Regions from separate parts of the Gasterosteus aculeatus genome. Here region 2 is linked to region 1. A link is a contact called in public Hi-C data. All regions are on one chromosome and are shown on one strand. The core of a region is the stretch at or near the end of the contact, and the rest is flanking DNA. Distances in the headings are between cores, read along the strand shown.

Region 1 (5,096 bases), core at 2,183-4,682:
CTCAAACTGGGAAGTATAAAATACTGGACGGTGTCTAGAAGTAGACAAAAGCTGCGTCTTTTTCTTTTAATATCCATCCACGGTTTTCCTGTGTACTTACTGTAAAGATAAGATGACTCCAAAGCTGGAGAGGAGGATCATGGGGAGGAGGCAGTATCCCAGCACGCTGGCCACACAGCCGAAGGACACACCCGTCATGCTCATCAGGTTAAGCAGGCAGTATATAGCAAGGCAGCCGATGGCACTGATCCCGTACACGTAGCCAAACTGGATCTTACCCGACTGTTAACAGAGAGGGGCGGGGGCAATATATAAATCCACACAGGCAGATATAGATAGCACAAGATGGCCATGGTACGGTAATTATTTACAGTAGTGATGTTTTACTAATGTAGGTGCTCTGATCTATTTCCCCCCCCACGGTTAACCAAATGATTTACCAGGAGAAGCGTTGCCCCAAAGGCCAAACAGAAGACCATGGGACCAGCAAGATCGGTCTCGTTCATGATGCTGCCGTCTGCCGCCTTCATTGGGTGGAGCACCGTCAGAGTCTTCTGCCAGATGTGGTCAAAGTTGATTCCTAATTCTAAAAACAGAAAAACCCACGTTGTTACACAAACAAATGAGAGTTGGACGGGATATTCAAAACAGATATTGCTGGATTATGTAGAAAATGTTATAACGGTGTAGCGTTTATGCAACTGATTTGGCATGTAAGCACTAGGCTTGTACAGTTAAAAATGTGGACTGCCCCTCTTCTACAAAGGCTCACAGGTTTCAGTCAGCTCGTTGCACGAGGATGTAGACGGATATCTGATGTGACAAAGTGGACCGTCTTCTAAGAATAGCCTTGATGCAAGTCTTCCCCTTTCCAGGTCAAACTCATTTTAGTCGAAAGAGCTTTATTTTCCTCTGATCACCGCCACAGCTCGGCTGCAAACTCAGACATAGCTGGGCGGTGCCGCACATGTATACAAGCCCCAGGGACGGACACAATGAGAGCAATGGAGATGGAAGTCTAGGTCAGCGTGTTCTCATCTTTCTGAAACAAAGACATAATCTGGGAGCGAGAAACAGGAAGTGTTGAAGTATTGTACATGGAAGTCTGAATCAACGGATCGGAGTTGCCCGGCATCAGCATGTAGGCCAATGAAAAGTTTCTCCCGTTTAGAACTAGACGGAAAATACTGTCAATTTTGCAGTCTCATAGACGGGTATTCATTTGTATTCTGTCGAAACTCTCTCGCAGATATGAGATCCTCTTTCTCAGCAAGTGGCTGCAACTGTCGAGTGAAACTTTAATTTCACACCTTAAGAAAGGATCTAGATCCTTTGGGACCATGGGCGAGACGTGATCCTGCAGAACAGTAGGACTTTTTGCTCCAAATGACTCCAAGAGTCTAACAGCTGAAATCCACTTGCAGTTTGAGAAGCTGTGATGATGTCCAACTTAAATGTTGTATCATATATGACATCAGCAATTGAAAACAGCCTGAAAGGATAATAACTCACAAATAATATTAGCACAGTTAGCGACATAAACATTGCTAAATATGCCTAATTGTTGATATTAAACATTCCCACTGTCAAATGTGTGCACTGCTGAAACCAAAGTGTCAAATAGAAGTTGTAGATTACAGGTTGTGTGCCTACCTTCTAGCAGCGGCGGCTCGTCATCAAAGCTGCTACTATACAAAGATTGTGACGGGGACGGGGTGTAGGTGTGTGTCGGCTGGAAGATTTGTCCTGTGTACGGCTGCTGGGGCTGCATTATCCCTGGGGGAGAGTAGCCCATGGGCTGGGAATAGTCATACTGACCATCATATTGCCTGAAAAAAAATTATGACATTAATAATAATAATAATGCTCAATAGTTCTCTTTGACCGAAAAGATTTTAAACAGCTTTTAACAATGCTTATTTCCACTTTCCATGGGTGTCATTTCAAATATGCCGCATTAGCATTTATTTATATCAGTAAAACAAAACTTGTCCTTCACGTCAATCACAATACGCTTAAAAGATAATAAGGTATTCAGTCAGGCTACTAATTGTCACGTACGCAATTTTTTAGCAGTCAGAATGTGGAACAAAAGTTAAAGAGGGCTTTCTTACTTGTATTGGTTCTCAGCGTTGCTGTAGCCTTGGTTTTGGTCATCTACACTGTAGCTGGACTGGTAAAAGTCTGTGTTCAAATTGTCAAACCCCGACATCTCTCACTCTGTTGGACACACGGAAACAGAACCACAACATATCAGCTAGGATGAGTATTTTCATCTACAGAGAGTCTCCAAACTAATCAAAAGTATTGGTATGTTGAAGATGGAGGCACTGTATCAAAAAGTAAAGAGAAGTCAAATGTAAATTATTAGTATTACGTTTTGGTACACATCTATCATCAAAACAACAATGACTTTGGGACAAGTTCACCAGCCTATTGGTCACATCATTAATGAATTAATACATGTCCAAGCACGAGGGAGTACAGTTCAACATCTTTTTATTGCATTATCCAAAAATAGCCCCTGGGCGACTGCTGCATTCTACTTTTTAAGACACTACTTTCGGTAAAACTAAGACAGGGAGATTAATACGGAGTCAAACATTTCTACATCCATAACTTAATTTTAATTACGCTAAATTTATGTAATAACATTAGCGTTACATAAGTTTTTCTGAAAACATTCCGTTCGTTATAACGTTAGTTAACGTTACATTATTGTCTCACACTGGAATAGCGTACGGTGGCGTTAAGTGATGAATAAAACCGTAAAAGGCTAATTTCTTCCAAACAATAACTTAAAGGCTTAGGGGGCATTGCTAACAGGACTGTTAATAGTTAGAACATTACCGTTATCTTCATATGAATTGGACTAGCGTTAATATAACTATGAGCTACGTTAGCATCCAATGCTAACAGGACAGTAGCCATCCACAAAACAAAGACACAAATAACGTCAAGTTAGACATCGTTAGTTTATTGTGAGTCGACCTTTAGAATCAACTGTATTGGCTATGAGAAGGCTGGACAATTACAACTCATTTAAAGGAGAACTCGACAAAATATGCTGCTAATATAAAAACAAGCTAGCGGGCAGGCTCCGGGTGGCTAACGCAACGTTACCTGCTGCCAGTTGGTTGAATAATGCTAACGTTAGCTATAACCGCAGTGGAGACCAGGCATGCATAAACGCGCATTCCGTCACCAGTCGCGTTAATATCCCAATCAACTTTTCTTTCACAGTTTCTATAGCGAATGCTAATGCTTACCCGCCGTACCAGAGCACTGCCAACTTTGGCTGTGGTTGCTACGTGTCAGGATAACGGTGAATCTTCCGGTTTGCTACGTAGCCGACGGGAAGCCGTTAGGGACATTTGCAAATTGCTCTTTGCCTGAAAATATGGCGCTGTCCTAAAGGCGACTGCTGGTATTACATTGCATTACAAGTAAAACACATTATGTATTAAAATATATTTACAAGCTGCGCCAAAGGAAAGACAATGCATGAAGAATACACATCATCATATATTATAAACAATTCTCTATTTTCTTGTCTGATTTGCAAATTCAGTTTTCATACAAAAATAGGAAACATTATGGACGCAAGACTGTGAATTCCTAAGGTGAAAGGGATGTTGTTAAACACCTCAAATGTAAATGTATTATTTTTTACACCACAGCTAGGTAGGAAACCCTACTGTGTCCAAACGTATAGTCTGATAAAACCAGGGTGACCCTGGTTTTTATGCAAATAGAAACAGAGGGTAGAAGTTGATTTTAACGGAGCAAACGCTGGAACCCTGGCAAGAACAAAGGTAGTCTCTTTCATCTGGATGCAGAGGAGCAGATCAATCACTGCCAGTGCAGAACAACTTCACCGCTACGATGTATGCAGGTAAATCCATCCTCTTTGATGATGACTGATGACATAAAATAATAAGTTGAGGACCCCAGTTCAGAGGAAATAGCGACGGTAGTCTCAGGTAGTTTGACCTTTAATGACAAGAATGATAGTAAGAAATCCCTGTTCCCTTCTCAGGATCTATTATAAAGTCCATATTAACTCAATTGGCGACAGCTCGACATCCTTCCTGGAGTTGGAGAATTCTTTACAAAACGAGAAATGGGAAAAATATTGCAAAAATTGAAAAAGGCATGGAGGAAAATCTTATTGACAGGAGACATTTTGAGCTTCTTCTCTTATTGAGTTATTAGTCCCACCCACACAACGCATAAAGAAGCCTTTGGTCAGTGCTGCACAAAGCAGTTGCCTCAGCAAGGCTACAAGATTTTCGAGGACATTTTCTTACCAGAACACTTTGTGCCCATCTGTCCGATTTTGCTCAAAGAGAGTTCGTATTAGAGGCAGTTTAAAGCTGAAAAGCATGCAAAGGCAACACATATTATAAACAAATTATTAATTGGGTGGATGAGAAATGACAAACAAACAATCCCTATAAATTAACAAGCCTTTCAACTATTCAGGCCTGACATGGATCGCTCCTCTGCCTCAAGAGGACCAAAATCAATTTGATGCACCAAATATGTCATTTCTACAGAAACACCCATGATTAATCATGTGCAGAAATTAGCCTCCTCACCCTATTGCTTCTCATCTTTCTTTAGACTTTTAATCATTTCTGAACTTAAAGAACATCTATTTCTATATAATTCATTTAATGAATGAAAAGTTCCAGAGGGTAATTGAATTTGGGGCATAGATTGCCGTATTCTGTCATAATTGGCTTTTTTAATAAAATCCCTGCCATAATCCCGCTGTAAATACCTCTGTGGATTAGAACTACTAGTTTCCCTACTCTTACGCAACCCCTCGTCGCCAACCACCTACTGTGGCCTAAATTTAGATTGAGTATTATTGTTCTCCTTCTGCATTAAGCAAACTGAAAATGTGAACCCAAACACACACACACACACACACACACACACACACACACACACACACACACACACACACACACACACACACACACACACACACACACCTCTATTTTTAGCAGAGAGGGATGGGCAAGATTAAATAATTCCTTTAATTCATCTAATTCAATTTCCTGCCAAACCATTGATACGACAGCTGC
Region 2 (5,524 bases), core at 1,839-4,338, 200 kb before region 1:
TAGGTAAGTGCACCAAAAAAGTGCATTTTCTTTCCCCGTGGCCGTCAAAAGTGTTTGACTTGTTGTGTTTAAAATGAAGAAACGCCGGACGGACAAAGGACATCGCAGATCTAAAGGTTAAAATCAAATGTATTTAATAAAAGAGATGGTGTTGTGGTCTTTGCAACCAAACAGGCCACAGGGCCCATTGACCATCCCTAGTGCCCGTCTGCTGCCTCCACCAGCGAACTCAGAACAATGGTTCCTACAGGTGTTTATACCAATGCGTAAAGGTGTGAAAGTTTGTGTCCACACCTCTGGGAGTGGTCTTCTGGTGAGTTCGATGTAACTCGGATTTCGAATGATCCTTAGTCAATATCAGTTGTTGTTCAAGTATTACATGCATGCATTCCAGTTAATTACATTACATCAAATACAATCATAACTGTACATTTGGTATTATTCTATTTTTATTCTATCTAGTTTCAGAATTACAGTGGTTTTACAATATTGTCATTACTTTATTGATTACACAGTTTCAGAATTATGGCTGTATTCTGGTGTACACTATATGCATTTTATTAATTTTATGAACAGGGTCGTTTATTTCTAATACTCTTCACACATTCCACTGCACTGTTTGTCGCCTCCCTTCAGACTAAAGCCTCTCCGTCTGCTCGTAATCTCCTCATGACGGACTGTGGCGCATTGCGTAACCACGCAGCATGCAGAGTTCACCGCCGCCGAGCGGATGCTCCTCAATGGCCACTGTACACTGCTTGAGCTGGGAGTTTGTTTTTCAGGGCAAATGTATTGAAGTAGATCAGTTTGGAGACTTTAAATTTTTTTTTTTACACTGTACTAAGATAATGGTTTTGGTATTCGGTATTCTATCCACGTCCCATTCTGAGGCCAAATGCCTTTTTGAAGCGCAAGTTTGTTTGTTTTTTCCTGCAGCTTTCATCTCCCTGCTGGATAACTATGTGAGTGACACCGGCGAGCCAGAAATTGTGACCCCGGAGGAGGTGGCAGAGAACCACAAATTCCTGGACTCCATCATTCAGACTCCCACCATGAAGGTACCCGAGGGGTTCTTCTGAGAAACTCTCCCCTCTCGCTGTGCCTTTTTAAAGGGCCATTTCTACTAACACATTGAAGAGAACTCAATAGAGTTTCACTCTTTCAAATATTTATTTAATCAAAACTGACTTTCACAATGATGGGATTATCTACAGTGTATTACTTTAATGGAAGTATGATGTTGTAGCTCAAAGCTAATGCTAGCACGCGGATGTTGAGCATGTTTGATGGGAACTGAGGTATTATTAGTTTTGCAGCTCGTATATTTCTTTCATCTAGTAATCGCAGTAAAAGACGACAAGTCAACAGGATCATGAAAGTCATTGTCTGGGAACCACGAACGACGACGCTTCATTGTGAATTCCTGCTTGTTTGCAGATAGCTCATAAATACCTGGTGGAGAAGAACCTTTCTCCAAAGGATGATACACAGTTCAAGCAGCAGCTATACAGGATCTGGTTTGAACTTTATGCGAGGAGGGGATCCAGCAAGTAGGTGGAATCTGGCTCGGCACCTAAATATAACTTCACCAGTGGAATCTGAAACCACATCCAGGCAGCGTCGCTGTGAGCTATTGAAAAAGCATCAGGATGGAAACAGCCACTAAGGCGTGAATTATGACCAAATGGCACACAAGCTAATTAAATTTAGTCTGTTTAATCGATGGCACGCTGCTAAGTACAGAGTCATAAGGCTCCGTTTTTAAATGAACCCACAGGGAGCATTTAAAAATGAGCCGTCAGACAAAAAAAAAGGGACAATAGTGTGTTGCGGCCTGCACACAAGCATTCAGATAATGACGTCCGTCCCGTCTCCCGCCAGGCCGGACTCCTCTGGATTTGAACACGTGTTCGTCGGGGAGACGAGAGGAGGGAGGACTGTCATCGGCTTTCACAACTGGATCCAGCTGTACCTGCAGGAGAAGCTGGGACACATCGACTACAAAGGCTACAGCGTCAGCGCCAATTCCCCCCAGGTACGGTGTGTCATCACTACATGCAATGGGCAATGAATATATCTATTCAGCACTACTGTATCTGGATTGTTCTTCTGACAAATCTTTATTCTCTCCCCCGGTTGCCGTTGCTCACTTTGTCTTTCTTGACCGGTGATGAGAAAACTCACATCCTGCTATGACCACGTTCTTCCTCTCTCATTCTATTGAGCCTTTGGGCGGATTTTCAGATCATATTTGCGTATTTCTTCGCCAAACTCGTCCCCAGTTTGCAATTATTATGCAACACAGTGCATTCCAAAGTATATTTGCAATGTGCACTGAACCCATGGGACACCGTCGTCTTCAATGTTCCTCTTTCATGCCCTGCCATTTATTTCTCTCACTGCAGCCCGACGAGAACAAACACATCCTGGCCCTCCAGTTCAGCTGGAAGGACGGTATAAAGCCCAAGGGCAGCATCTTCATCGGCGTCAGTCCCGAGTTTGAGTTCGCCCTCTACACGCTCTGCTTCCTCACCTCGCCCAACGAGCGGGTCAAGGTCCAGTTCAGTTCCTACGACGTGGAGATCGTTTGCCACCACTACAACCAAAAGCACATAGGCACCACTTACCCTGTGCTCCTTAAGTACCGGAAACCCACCTAGAAACTTGGCTAGATATAGGATATCACTTCTCCAACACTTTATTTTAGATGATGATACATTAAAAAACCTATAAAAGACCAAACTGCATTCGTTTTTTTATTTGTACAGTGATGCCTATTTTGACAGTTTCTTTACTCAGTATGTGATTTTGTTTCTGCCATTTACATTTTTGTCAGTAACTTTTTAATTATATATATATTGGTTTCACCTCGCTCCAAACGGGGGCGGTAGAGGGTTTGTTGTGGCCAATGACGTCAATCCATTGGAAAGCAAGACCTGTATCAAGCTGGAAAGAATGAAGAAATGGCACGGTTGTAATTTCAAAATAAAACAATCAGACATTTCCAATGTCAAGATTTATTTTAAACATGTCTTCATGTTACAGATTAAATAAATAAATGATGAACTGAACTGATGTAGGCGACATAGCACTTCACAAAACACCGCCTTCATTTACTGTTGAAAGCGTTCCCCCTGGGCTTAATTTGAAAGGACGTCAAAGCTAACCGGAAGCTTTGTGTTTAACGCTAACAATACATTAGCTTGACATTGGTGTGACCACCGAGCAGTCGAGGGGAAAAAAGGTTTTCATCGTCATGAAGATTTAACTGTTATATAATTTTGTTTTCGTGTTGAGGTTCCAGTGTCTTGTTCCTATCTCTGTTGTTGATTCCCGGCAGTTTTAAAATCGGAATGGGCGAACCGAGCGGCAGATATCAGCAGGTATGGAAACACTCGACGTTATCGGTCTCTTGACAGCGTAATTAGCGTTAGCTAACGTTACATGTTTTGACATCACGTATCCACGTCGGCTTCGTGCTGTTAATTAAAAACGACGACGCCTATCCAGGTGTGTCGATCTCGTGGTGGCTTTCGTCAATTGAATTTGTTCGGGATTAATCTCGTTTATTCTCAATCGGGTGAAGGTGGCTGTTGACGTAAAGCCGATGGTTAACTACGTTTGCCCGTGTTAGCGGTTCAGCTAAAGCTAAAGCTAACGCTGCGCGAGCTCCATCCATCGAACCTGAGAGCGTGGCTCTTTAAAAAAAAAAACCTAAACTTGTCATTGTAACTTCAATGGACCCTTCTCATCCTCACTTAAAGAACCCGCTGATTCCGATAACCTGCCTAGCAATGTTTAATATTCAGTTTATTAAATAAGTACAGTTTTTTTCAGAGTGAGCACATATTTGTTTTTATTTGAGTGTATTGTCAGTGGTTATCTGTCCCTCATCATTCCTTTATTTACTGAATGGGTGTTCCCATCATCTCTTCGCATGTCCAGGGCATCTTACTGACTAAAAGGGGTTATAATATGTCACGGGAAATAGTCATTTGGAACTGCATCAGTCAGCAACTGCTCGTGTCTTGTCTGGATTACATTTCCAAACTAGGAAATAAAGTTAAATAAATAAATAAATAAAGCGCCACCCACATCGAAGGGAAAACCAGAGCGTTAACCTGTAATGTATACCTCTGCTAATCAAGGCTGCCACTAAGGTTTCTTTAGGTAATTAGTGGATTTCTTTTGTTGAGACCAGTGTTGCTAAGTTACCGCTCGGTATTCAGCACTATGTCACTGGTCTTTCCTGGCTGATGATCAAATGCGTTGGCTTTTCGATTCCAGCTCAACCAAGAGGAAGGAGAGGCGTCGTCCGGTGCTGCTTTTACATTTTCACGTTTATTACTCATCGTCTCTTTTTTTCGATGTTATCTGCGCTCCAACAACTCCCTTCCGCTACCCCGTCAGCTCTTTTACGTTTCAATAATAGTGAAGGACTACTTGGGCAGTGAGAAGCTTCTTTAGCTCAAAGCAGCTACTGCTGACACACACGTTTAATGTACCAGGATGTGGTTGTCTTCCCCTCCCCCCAGCTGACCAATGAGGAGGACCCACAGGAGACTCCACTGGTAGCAGCTGAATCTCCACCCCCCTACAGCAGCATCACAGGGGACAATGCCGGTGAGACCATCAATAATCCAGATGTTTCCCAGGTGCTTGGCCCATCTGCGCTGTTGGTACACAGAGAGGCCGTATTTGTGTCTGTGGGCGCAGGGCGAACCGAAGGAAACGAGGCCCTTTAGGAGCTTGTGAACTGTTCAAGAAACAAACGTACGGCCATTGTATGAGGTATTCATATAGATTATTTTATAACTGAAGGGGCTGTTCTGATCATGTTGGCACAATGGGATTCTCACAAGCTTTCTTCATCGGAATACTGAAGGTTATTCAAAGCAATAAGGTTCAGTAAATTATTGATACAGTATGAAAAATAGTCTAACTGGTATAACGAGACTCCTGGGATTGCTCTTTGTGGGAAATATAATAGTTGACTCGACTGTGTCTCACACGCCAGAGATTCTTCTTCTTCTTCGCATAAGCAGCCATTTTATTGTTGGCTAAAAAGTCTGTCTGTGCCTTTGTTTGTGAAACTGTGCCGTTTATATTTTTCAGCCTTCTTTGACTACAAGGAAGACGGTGCTTTCCCCAATCCTCCATCATACAACGTTGCAACCACGCTGCCTTCCTATGACGAGGCAGAAAGAACCAAGACTGAGACCGCGGTTCCCCTGGCAACTGGCAGAGTGAGTAGCATCGCTGCAGTTCTTTTGTTTTTTTTCCTCCTTCCTTTAGCATTTTGTCTGTGGTCACACTTGATATGTACACTGACGCACACGGTCGCTTCTGGTGCCCAAACACTTCCTGCGTTGTCTGCAAGGCAGGAAGTGGAAAAGCTTTTTCTCTTCTTCTGATTGTGTCTGTTTGTCTTTCCGACATGAACGTTCGCTGCTTGCTCGAATAGGAAGAGATTTAATGAAGTAGAGAAAAACCCCATTATTGATGACTCATAATAAATGAGAAT

Evidence for each region. Hi-C and Micro-C count contacts between places; a contact is called where the count stands out from the background.
Region 2: a Hi-C map of skeletal muscle shows a contact between it and region 1, with 2.7 times the contacts expected there. The contact joins the promoter of ndfip1l here to the promoter of yipf5 in region 1. A contact is called at or near these places in 2 of 6 Hi-C or Micro-C datasets (both in skeletal muscle).

Annotation. Positions count from the first base shown.
Region 1 is chr7:26,923,927-26,929,022 of fGasAcu3.hap1.1, reverse strand. yipf5 (Yip1 domain family, member 5) reads right to left here and starts at 3,432. Exons shown (of 6, transcript XM_040182443.2): 1 at 3,279-3,432; 2 at 2,115-2,220; 3 at 1,654-1,829; 4 at 441-586; 5 at 101-282. The coding sequence starts at 2,212.
Region 2 is chr7:27,118,208-27,123,731 of fGasAcu3.hap1.1, reverse strand. It overlaps ndfip1l (Nedd4 family interacting protein 1, like), which reads left to right and starts at 3,088. Exons shown (of 7, transcript XM_040181759.2): 1 at 3,088-3,383; 2 at 4,536-4,623; 3 at 5,116-5,246. The coding sequence starts at 3,354. endou2 (endonuclease, polyU-specific 2) reads left to right here. Exons shown (of 7, transcript XM_040181757.2): 3 at 1-3; 4 at 937-1,058; 5 at 1,438-1,550; 6 at 1,882-2,035; 7 at 2,406-2,739. The coding sequence ends at 2,660.